Regions from separate parts of the Mus musculus genome. Here region 1 is linked to region 2. The links are chromatin contacts, called in public Hi-C maps. All regions are on one chromosome and are shown on one strand. The core of a region is the stretch at or near the end of the contact, and the rest is flanking DNA. Distances in the headings are between cores, read along the strand shown. Region 1 has its middle 33 kb from the start of Gm20110. Region 2 has its middle 31 kb from the start of Gm34921.

What was found. Hi-C and Micro-C count contacts between places; a contact is called where the count stands out from the background.
Region 1: a Hi-C map of bone marrow-derived macrophages shows a contact between it and region 2, with 21 read pairs. The contact joins two enhancer-like sites. A contact is called at or near these places in 2 of 15 datasets of contacts at CTCF or cohesin (large pre-B cells and pro-B cells), 6 of 484 Hi-C or Micro-C datasets (bone marrow-derived macrophages, cortical neurons, forebrain neurons and 3 more), 3 of 115 datasets of contacts at active chromatin or transcription factors (embryonic fibroblasts, fibro-adipogenic progenitors and microglia) and 1 of 9 other capture datasets (embryonic stem cells).

The regions. Positions count from the first base shown.
Region 1 is chr10:99,573,039-99,579,118 of GRCm38.p6, reverse strand. No RefSeq gene overlaps it. Among named protein-coding and RNA genes, the nearest start is that of Gm20110, 33 kb to the left of the region's middle. Within about 2 kb of position 1,653, at least 19 of the 459 cell types and tissues checked have an H3K27ac peak or open chromatin away from gene starts, as enhancers often do. A contact at or near this core is called in bone marrow-derived macrophages, where this site is marked.
Region 2 is chr10:99,299,565-99,305,000 of GRCm38.p6, reverse strand. No RefSeq gene overlaps it. Among named protein-coding and RNA genes, the nearest start is that of Gm34921, 31 kb to the right of the region's middle. Within about 2 kb of position 2,775, at least 17 of the 459 cell types and tissues checked have an H3K27ac peak or open chromatin away from gene starts, as enhancers often do. A contact at or near this core is called in bone marrow-derived macrophages, where this site is marked.

The DNA.
Region 1 (6,080 bases), core at 404-2,903, 280 kb before region 2:
CTTATTTACAAGCATAAGAACTGAGAAAAGAGGTAAGTAAACGTGGGGCATTAATTAATCTATGTAAGTGTTCACCGTAGAAGGGCATTATTTCATTCCTCATAAAGCAGCAATCAAATGCTTTCTGAGATCGTAAGAAATGAATAGATAAAGTTGTGCCTCGTTTAATGACTGAGAACTATGCAAAATAATTGCTTCTCACACCCTAAACAATGAAAGTGAAAGCAGGACACATTATCAAGTCTCCAGGCAGGTATTAACGGTACTTCCAAACACAGGGCACTTGCATTCACTGATGGGGCAATCATTCTCTGCTTTGCAAAAGCGTAGCAGAGCCAAGAACCGCGGCTCACCAGCCAGGTCGAGTTTTGTTCTTCTAACTGGTAATGAACTAATGGGGGCATCACCTGTCTCGTGACACTTAGACTCAGTTAGCAGGGATTTTGCTACATTTTTTTTTCTTCAGATGAGAAAACAGAGGCTCTGCTAAGTCAAATCATTTGTCACCCTGTACACTGGAAGGGAAATCCTAGAGATAGCGTTTCAAACTAAGTCAGTCTTACAGCCAGAACTTATTGCCCTAGCCATTCTGACCCACTGTTTCCTAAGACAGAGGAAAAGATTGCCATACTTCCTTGACAGATTAAATGAGATCACAGCACCTCTCTTTCCGGTGGAATTTCTTCTCACTCACAGAAAAAGCTGACATCTTTCTGAAGGCTTCATAAGAGCTGAACAGCCTCACTGGAGCCTTGCCTCTCTCCCCACTGTCCCCTGTACTGGCTGGCTTTATGTCAACTTGACACAAGCTGGAGTCATTTGAAAGGAAAAGACCTCAGCTGAGGATGGGGATAAATGATAGTCTAGGATGTACTTTACCCCTGAGGACTTTTGTACAGACTACATTAAATAATATAAGGTCTCCCAGCTGTGGTAAAATATCTGGTAAAATGTTTTTATCACATCATTTGCAGATGAATAGGAGCCGTGAAGAACAAGAGGATTCTCATGCAGGGGAAAGGTTCCCTGCAAAGTTAACACCAGAGATGTTTCTTATCATAGCTGGGGGTGCATCTATCAGAGAGAAAGCCAGGGATGCTCTTAAGCATCCTACAAAGTTGCCCATTATCAGCCCCAGAAGTTAATAAAAACCTGATGAGAAACCCTTCTGTCACAACATAGTGAAAATGCCGCTAGCTCAGATGTGAAAACCATTTCCACAATTGCCATGACTCCCCTGAAGTTTTGAAACCCAAGCAGAAACAATACACCATGTTCGTATTCCTTTGCGCTAGACGGTTGATTCTCAACCTATCGGCTGCAAACCCTTTGGGGGTTGAATGACCATTCCACAGGAGTTGCCCAAGACCATTGGAAAACACAGATATTTTACATTACCATTTATAAGAGTAGCAAATTGCAGTTACAAAGTAGCACTGAAAATTTTATGGTTGGGCTTCACCACAACATGAGGAACTGTACGAAAGGGTCGTAGCGTTAGGAAGGCTGAGAACCACTCAACTAGAGGCTTGACCTTAATCTGCCTCCACCACTACCCTTTGGGAGTCAAATCAGATACAGATCTCAGAATCTAGACCTCAGAGCACACCGGCAACTGCGCCTGAAGAATGGTGTGCTGGCCAGTTCAATTCTGCAGCCAGTCCACTAGGGGGCAGAGAAACACTATCAATCGTTCAGCATTTGCCTGCTAGCGTCGGAGAATTTAGTAATGTAAATCTTAATAGGAATGTTAAATTGTTACTGGCCCTTAAAACATTTAAAGATTCTCTGAATATTTTTATTAAGAACATGTATGTCTTTGCAGTCCAGGAGACTGGTTCCAGGATGGACTCGAACTCCCATCGTGTCTGAACTGTGAAATATGGCAGTCATTAAGTTCGCCACTGTGTTAAGTGGAGGTTTAGTAGCCGTTGATGGCATTGTGACTGTGAGGACTATTATTATTTAACTTTAATAACATATTATGAATGTGCTGGTAAAATACTTTCTTTTATAGAGATTTGATTCTACTGTGGGATAATTTGTAGCAAATCAGTTCATGGAATTACATCTACCAGGATATAACCTATCAAAAAGTGAGTATGCACAGAAACTTTACAGTGAACTCCAAACTGGAAAAAAAATAGCATAATTTTGGTATTGAACCAAACTCAACCCAAGAGTCAGTTCTAATATTCCTTATCATGCATACTACAGTAGAGTGGAACTAACAAGAGCGTTATATTACCGGCCTTTGATAATGTAAGATATACATAGATATATCTCTCTCTTATGATTTAAATTTAACAACTGTGGAGATGAACATTATATAAGTCATCTTTAAGGTTGGTCCTGCGACACACACACACACACACACACACACACACACACCATGATTATGACTAATGAGAGTGAAAAATCTCTATCCAAAAACCACTTCAACTTTCCCTAACCTGTATCCACACGCACACATAGAAGTATAAACAAACAAAAAGCTGTTTGGCAAGTGTTTTGGCTTGGATCTGAGTGACGCTGTCAATTCCAGTAAATAAGAAATCCGTGACTCAGAAAGGTTGAAGCATTGTATCAGAAAACCTAGACTTTGGGAGACTGGAGAGAGGCCAATTACCCAAGTCTGATCACGTGCTACGTGGAGGTGAAAGTGGTCTCTGCCAGGTCATTGTCTTGAAGCTCTGGGAAAAATGTATTTTATGTCCTGTATCTCAACTAAGGAAGAGTTGTAAACATTGTAGTCTATGAGTGGACAGAATAGCAGTTACAGCAGTTCCTGGCATGTATTAGCCTGCTAAATATTACTCATAATTATCATATCATTTTAAAGGTAAGCCAATCCAAAGATTCTTTTGTTTTACACTAGATGTGATTTTTCTTTCTAAAGCATTAAAGCACAGTATTTCTAAAAAGAAAGAAAGAAAGAAAGAAAGAAAGAAAGAAAGAAAGAAAGAAAGAAAGAAAGGAAAGAAGGGAGGGAGGGAGGGAGGGAGGGAGGGAGGAAGGAAGGAAGGAAGGAAGGAAGGAAGGAAGGAAGGAAGGAAGGAAGGAAGGAAGGAAGGGGAAAAAAAGAAAAACAATGGACTGAACGTACTGGACTCTATGGGTGTTAAGAGACTTGGGGAATTTGGCTCAATTTCAAAGCTGTCCCAAGACAATCATCATAACCGGGCCACCATCACTCTTCTGCCTTGCTTGTGCCTCCGGATATACCCTCTCCCCCCACCTCCTTTTTATGTAAACAACAGGTGCAAAGACTGGAGGGAGGAGAGAATATTCTTTTTTTCTTTCTTTCTTTTTTTCTGTCTAGCCACCAACACTGGGGTCAGAGTAAGGAGAATCACAACATGCAACAAAGGAAAGACACTTGAAGCCATTGAGAAGCTTCTTCTGGGAAGCTCAGAGCTCATTCAAGATTTGACCGCTTTTGCCAGATTACAAGAAGTTCCACTGGACGCGGAATAATAACTGGTTACTTTTAATTTGTGAGAAGATTGAAGGTCAAAGAAAGTGAAGGATCTAAGCACAGGAGTAACAGAGCAAATAAACCCAGATGGAAATTCTCGTCTTCATGTCAGCTCTGCAACAAACGGTTAATGCCTTGATGTGTTGCCATGGAAACAAGACCCCTATGTCAGGTTGACATTGATTCTAGCAATGGAGAAAGTGCCTTGCATTCTCTTCAACCTTGATTGTATTTCATTCAGAAAAAAAAAAATCTTCATTTTAAGAGATCAGCCCCATATCCTACGAGGACCAAAATACCAATACGGGCAATATGGTAATGTGAAATTCCATTACTGAAAATTTGCAAATTCATTTGTATCACATCTTATTTAATATGGCTTAAAAATGAAAAATTAAAGCCAGGCATGATGGGGCACCCCCTTAACCCCAGCACTCAGGAGACAGAGGAAAGTGGATCTCTTGAGATCATAGTAACAAGAGCTACACAGCAACACCCTGAATCAAAACAAAGAACAAAAGTAAGAATTAAAATATATATAACAAAAAGCAGGAACTACAAAGTCTTCACTAACATTATGCCCTTAGAATTTCCTTCCCTTAAAATATAGCTCAGAAGGGGTCTCTCTAGTGAAGAATTGATGAATAAATGTGTCTTTGCCACATTTAAAAAAAAAAAGGCTGTGAAATGATCAGACTAACAAAACAGGCTAGGCTTGAATGCTGGCCCTGTATCCTTAATCTATGGCCCTAATTCTGGGGATGGAGATACAGATCAGTGACTCAAACCATGCTTAGTATACACAAGGACCTAGATTTAACCCTTGGAACATTTGAACCTAAGTGAATCTATAGTTTCCTATGCCTCCATTTCTCACTGGTAACATAAAGACAATAGGACTTCCTACCTAGTAGGATATTCATGAAGATTAAGTAAGCTAAAACACAGAAATCGCTCTGAGTCTTGGACTCTCCACACTTTAGCTGTCCAAGTCTTTGTTGTAAAGCCAATTACTTTAGAATAGTTATAATTACTTGAAAACTCAAAGAACACCTAATATTGTTTTTAGATGCCCTGTAATTTAAGTAGGTTTGTTTTTTTCCTCCTTTCTGTTTTCTTTTGGGGTGGGAGAAGGGAAAACCTTAAACATAGCTCTGCAAGCACAAAAAGAACACACTTTTATCATCCTATGGGTCACTGAGAGAACAATGTTCCCAGAATGAGGTTGGACTCGCTGAGGAGGGTTTCTGCGGCCCTTTGCTTGGGTTTTCTAGGTCCCGTGCAAAGCATTCTGTTGTATCTGATCACAGCTCAGGCCCAGCTCGAGCGGAAGAACCACCGAGTGATGAGCTGGCTGCCAGGCCCTTTCACTTTAATTGTGGAGCTGGACTAGAAATTACCTAGCAACCACTTGAGTAAATGATAGGGAAAACTTGACAGAGTGGTTTCGCAATCGTAATCAGGCAAACATCTTTACGGTCCCTCTCCTGGCCGTATTTCCGGAGCCCTGTTCATCTGCAAGTCATCAGAATAAGCAGGTCCAATGAAGACTAACAGTGACACAAACACCTCAGAGGGAAGATGCTGAGAAAACACTTGGTCACAAAGACCTTGGGAAAGTAGCCTGCACGTTCGTCGGCGCCTACAAAGACATAGACAGCATTCCATAATGGGATGTCGTGGATGAGAAGTTTTTGTCGTGACACAGAATCAGCATCTTGGACAGATGTAACTGATCCTTAAGAATGCCACTTGAATATTCCTTCTCTTTGCCAGCCACCCAGTGACATGGTTCGGGGTTGGTTCTACCTTGCCCATCTAACTCTCTAAGTGCGTACAGTTGGAAAGTTCTAGGAAGCTGAGCTCAATCCCAGGCACTTCCCTTATAGGCGTGCAGAGACCACAGCATAAACACTTGCGGGAGCAAATTCCAAGTTGCCAAAAGATGATTTAACTACCCCAAATCTATTTACCGAGCAGCAACTAAGTAATGTACATTGGGTTTTGTGCTCAGAGTACAGAATTAAATCAATTTAAGTCCTTGCATTCAATAGCACGTTGCCAGAAGAGACGGCGCTAATGGAAATATAATAAAGCAACATGAAGCCTTTCTGCGTAAGAACGGGGTGCTGTGTGAGTACACAGCTAGCAGTTATAGTACTTAATACTTCTTTCGATATAGCTTTCTGCACATATTGACTTTTCCAAATCTCTTGAGAGCCCTAAAAGAAAACTGGGTGCACAGTGCTTAAGTGACTTACGGTCTTTTGCTATTGCCATCTTAGGACAAATGAGTTACATACTAGGAGAATTAAGGTTTTCTGGAAGGAGACCCAACATGCCATGCTGCTTGAGAAGTGAGTTCGACTCCATTAGACATCACGGAGGAAGAGAACCCCGGGAGAAGAAGGAAGCACACCCCAATATGGACACCATTAACCCTGGCAAGAGTGCTTCAGCAACAGGAATTCTACTTCCGTGTCCTCTTCTACGGCTGTGGAAGCTACAGAGCCAAGAGGTCATCCTCCTTCAGACTACCACTTGTCCTACCACAGACCCCACTTTCTAATCCAGGACCCCAGTAGTTGCCACTTCAGTGGCC
Region 2 (5,436 bases), core at 1,526-4,025:
GAAACCTGAACCCCATCAAACTGGAAAAAAAGTTTAATAAAAGAAATGGCTAATTTCCTCCAATACATACCACTTATCAAAGTTAAATCAAGATCAGATAAGCAATTTAAACAAGCCTATAACCCTCTGTGAATAGAAGCAGTAATTAAAAATCTCCCAACCCTTAAAAGAAATAAGCCCAGGGCCAGATGGTTTTAGTGCAGAATTTGACCAGACTTCGTTTTTTTTTTTAACTTTTTTATTTATTTAATGTATGAGTGCTCTCCAGAAGAGAGCATCAGATCCCATTGCAGATATTGTAAGCCATCACATGGTTGCTGGGATTTGAACTCAGGACCTTTGGAAGAGCAGCCAGTGCTCTTAACTGCTGAGCCGTCTCTCTGGCCCCTTGACCAGAATTTCAAAGAAGAATAATGGAATAGTCTTTAAATTATTCCACAAGATAGAAACAGAAAGAATATTGTCCAGTTCCCTTTTAACATTGCCATAGTTAGTCTGATACCTAAACCAAATAAAGACCCCAAAAAAGAGAATTACAGACCACTTTCCCACATAGATGCAAAAATTCTCAGTAAAATACTTGCAAGTCAAATCCAAAAAAGATTGTTCTCCATGATCAAGTTGGCTTCATCCCAGAGATCCAGGGATGGTTTAATACAGGAATGGATAAATGTAATCTATCACATAAGCAAACTGAAACACAATCTCCTTAGCTTCAGAAAGGCAAATATGGTATGTATCCACTTACATGTAGATATTAGCTATGAGCTGTAAGCAAGTCAGTGGTAGACAAGATACCGTCTATAGAGCTAAAGGTTAAGCACAGCAGAAGGAACGGGGGGTGGAGGCACAAATAGGCTGTTCTAGGACAGGGAAATAGATGTAGGATGGAGACTGGTATGGAGGATCAAGTGGAAAGGAATAGGAAAGAAGGAGATGAGGGAAAGAGTATAGGAAAGACAACTAAAACTAAGGGCTAGTGGAGGAGTAAGTTAAATACAATTGAAGCTTTCGAATATATATATATATATATATATATGTGTGTGTGTGTGTATATAAATCTCCCCCATTATTTGTCAATTTCATTATATTTGTATATATATGCATATATGTATATATATATACACAGATATACACACAGATATGTGTGTATACATACATACATACATACATGTAATGAAATTGACAAATAATGGGGGAGATTATTATACCATTGGTTATATAACCCAATATATACCATCTCTTGTAATCAAAAAAAAGCCTCTAATACTGAAATTGGGTTATCTAATTGAGTTTAGGGACAAAGGAGTCCCATGCTCCCCCCCCCAAATAACCCAGGCTGTTGTCAAGACTACAGGTTTCTCTCCACAATCTGAAAGCAAGGCCCCACTCTTGAAGACAACACCCTACACAACTCACTGAACATGGAGAAATGGACCTGGTGCCTGCCTAGATCCTTCACCCCTATGTGCAAGCAAGCACCTTTGGTACAAAAAGTCACTCTGCATGCTACCAAAGGAGAAATGCAAACACCAACCCAGCCAGAAAACCTTTGATGTACAAGAACAAACGCAGAGACCCACACCCAGACAACACGAGGAGGATGAGAGAACTGGTCGCATTCAGCCCTAAAAGGAACGTCTCCATAAAATCCCTCCCCTCAGGGCTTAAAGAATCCTGCAGAAGAGGGGATGGACAGAGTACACGAGCCAGAGGTGGTGGAGGACACCACAAGAACCGAGGCTCTCTGAATCCGTTACATGGATGAACACATGAACTTACAGAGACAGAAGCAGCATACCCAGGGCCTGCACAGGTCCAAACCAGTTGGGGTCCTGGAACTAAAAGAAATAGACATATGTTCCCATTGCTAACCCAGAAGCTATCTCCAGTTGATAGCCACTTGTCAAAGAAACAGTGGGAGGCTGCATGCCTGGCAGAAGATGGCCAGCAGAACATGACCGCAACAGCATCTTTAGAGATTCCTTGTTTCATCATGTTCTATCAGGGCTCTTTCTTCCTGTTTTTGTTTTTTGTTGTTGTTGTTTTGTTTTGTTTTTGTTGTTGTGTGTTTTTTAAAATTTAACTTATTACTTTTATTTTATTTATATATTTTTCCTTTTCTCTTTTTACCTTACAAGTCCTTTGTGTATATATTATGGTTTTCCACTTTAGTGTTTTTGTGGGACTTTTGGGTATGTGAACAAGCTGATCTGTTTCTTGTTCTTGTGCCTTCTCTTGGGGTTTTTTTCCCCCCTTCCATTTGTTTGTTGGTTTTGTCTAGCACCAATGTGTTAGTTTTTGTCTTATCACATTATATTAATTATATTATCATCCTGTAAAAGCCTGTTTGTTTTTTAATGAGAGACAGAAAGGAGATGGACCCAGTAGGAGGGGAGGGGAGGAGAAGTCAGAAGGAGTAGAAGAACAGGAACGTGTAATTAGAATATAGTATGTAAGAAAAAAACTAACTTTCAATAGAAAGAGGCAGAAAAGAATACATAGAGATATACACAGGACAAGAAGGAAATGAAGTCAACAGCTGCCGTGGGAAGTGTTGACTTCTTTGCGTCACTCTTGGAGCGTTTTATAATGCTTGAGTTGTTTTGAAATTAAAAGTAAAAAAAAAAAAAATTGAAAGATTGATCATCAAAAGATATATTGCTTCAGCATAGAGGTCAGAGAAAGAAAGCACAAATCAAAGACACTTCAACTCAGCTACCCAGAACTTCCTCAAATCCCAGCGATCTGTCACAGCTGACAGTGACACTCTCCAGGAAATGCTTTGCAGGTCAAATTCAGGGTGTTGTAAGAAATAACTAGCATCTGAAAAAGAGAACAGGATCATGTACCAGACAATAGCTTTGTGCGTTTCACTGCAACATTAAAATAGTTCCTGACCACTTTCTTCTTTCCTGGGGAGTCAAGGCTGAAAGAGTCAGGTCATAGGGTTCTATGATGATGGGAGACAGGGACCTGTTCCATCACAGCTGTGGCATATCTGTTGTAGACAAAAGATGGGCCATAACGGAAGTGAATGAGCACCTGTATTTTTTCTGGACACACAATAGGGTCAGAGGGGAGGGGGGAGTAGAGGGGAGGGGAGAGGACGGGGGATGGGGAGGGGAGAGGAGAAGGGGGAGGGGAGGGGAGGGGAGAGGGGGTAGGGAGGGAAGAGGAGAGGTCACTCCAAATTTTGTCTACCTTGGTTTCGGCCATGTAAAGAAGGAAGTGGGTTCACAGATGAAATCTCCAGAAGATCAAATACCCCAGGTTAGAGTATCTGAAAGAGAGTCCTGTTCAAAGAATACGATCTGAAGCTCGGCTATTCTAAGCGACTCCGTTCCGTGGGGATTGGCCAAGAAGTCTCGAGGTTTAAGGTTTCTAAGCCACCTGCAATTTTTCTGTTGTCTGAACTCAGAGAAAAATGCAGTATACCTACTGAGGAGCCAACCACCAGGACAAACCTTGAGGATTCTACAGGCGAAGCTGAGGGGAATACCGGAATTCAGTGGCTGATAAGGACCTGTCAAAGATATCAAAACAACCACCCAAGCACCCTTGCCTGAACCAAAGAACATGTGCGGTTTTGTATCCTTTGAAAGTCAGAACTAAGACAGAGACAAGAAGCCTGGTGGCCATACATAACCTTGGAGCCTAAGACATCTAAAGACTCTCAATTTGTCCCCTCTGCTTCAGTCATATACAGGGGTTGGCAACACCAATGTCTGAAGTCTCTAAGTCAGTATTAAGGCTGGAGACAGGCAAAAGAACTACCTGAGACTTTAGGTCTCTCTATTGATGAGAAGCTGAGTAAAACCTAAAAGTCCACCGGTGTGGTTTGTCAAACTGGAATGACTTTAAGACCTGCTAGACTTGGTTTCACATTTTCAAAAAAAAAAAACAAAAAACTAACAAGCAGAAGGCCCTGGAAGAGTCAGGGGACAGGCCAAACGTGATATTTCCTTGCACTAATAATAATCCTATGTAACCGACAACCTCTTACTCTGAAAGGCTAATGCTCTGGGATTGGAGGAAAAGCAGTCCCCAAACTGGAATCCAAACTATGCAAAACCTACACAATTCTTTGCAGGGTAGTCAGTCGTTCTCGTAGGAACTAGAACTAGAACTGTCCCTGCCAGATAAATACGGTAGTGACTACTTTTCTTAAGGACCAAGTTGTTTGATGGGTCTTGAATTTCTGCGCCCAGAGATTAAAAAAAATAAGTCAAAGGATTGTTACTATAACTTGTATAATTGAACAGATAATCACCTTCTGCAACATAATACAATGTATTCAGAAATGTGTGTTCCTGGGGGAAAAAATAGAAATAACTAAAACAACCACAATAAGTGTATGTTTCTATACATTTAGACCTAAAATTATTTTAGTTTCTTAGTTTTATTGTTGTGGTTTTGTTTGTTTTTGGCAGGATCTTACTGGCAGCCCTGGCTTGCCTGGACCCTGCTATGTAGACTAAGCTGACCTCTAACTCAGAGATCTGTCTGCCTCTGCCTCATGAGTGCTAGGATTAAAGGCATGTGCCACCATGCACAGCCCAAGTTACTTAGTTTTAAATTATCACAAATACGTTTAAGAATAAGGAATGTTAAAAGTAAAATGAAATAAAGTAAAATAAATAAATAATAAATAAATAAATAGCCAGGCTATGGTGGCACACATCTTTTTGGTTTTTTAATCTCAAGCAGTCCGAAGGCAGAGGCAAACGCAGGCGGATCTCTGAGTTCAAGGCCAGCCTGGTCTACAGATCAAGTTTCAGGATAGCCAGAGCTATGTAGAGAGACACTGTCTAGAAAAAACTAAACAAACCAAAACCCTGATTTGAGGAAAAATTTAAATACCTTCAGGAACAGGAGTTAGTAACATAAATGAGAGTTCCAGAAACTTCTTGATTTCTTAGCCCAAATACTAGAGTAAACCGTGTATATATATGATTTTTCTAAAATTAAAGATTCTCAGAAGAGAAGGAAATCGATTCCTGAAAACAACTTTAAAATATTTCTACCTACAATTCCTTCAAAGATGGTTGAAATAAGTGTCTCCTAAAATAATTGAAAATGTGATTCCTAACACACACACACATACCTGAGAAGGAAATGAAAATACGGGTAATTGCATACATTCCCTACTGGTTTCTGCCTAGCTACAAAACACTTTTAAGTCTATGTCTGTTATTCTTCCAACAGCATCCTATCCTGAAAGGATTCATGTGAAATATCTGTATTTTATTCCAATGATCAATCATGGGGTGCGTATAGTTCACACTTCTTAGCTACTTCTTTAAAGCTAGCCAGTAAAGACATAAAAACCCCTCGGAGTGCTGGAAAATGTGATTTGTTGTGAAGTCAGTCCCTTGAAAGCACTTCTGGCTGCATTTTTAAAATGCCCTCTCACCCAGCAAAACATTCCACACT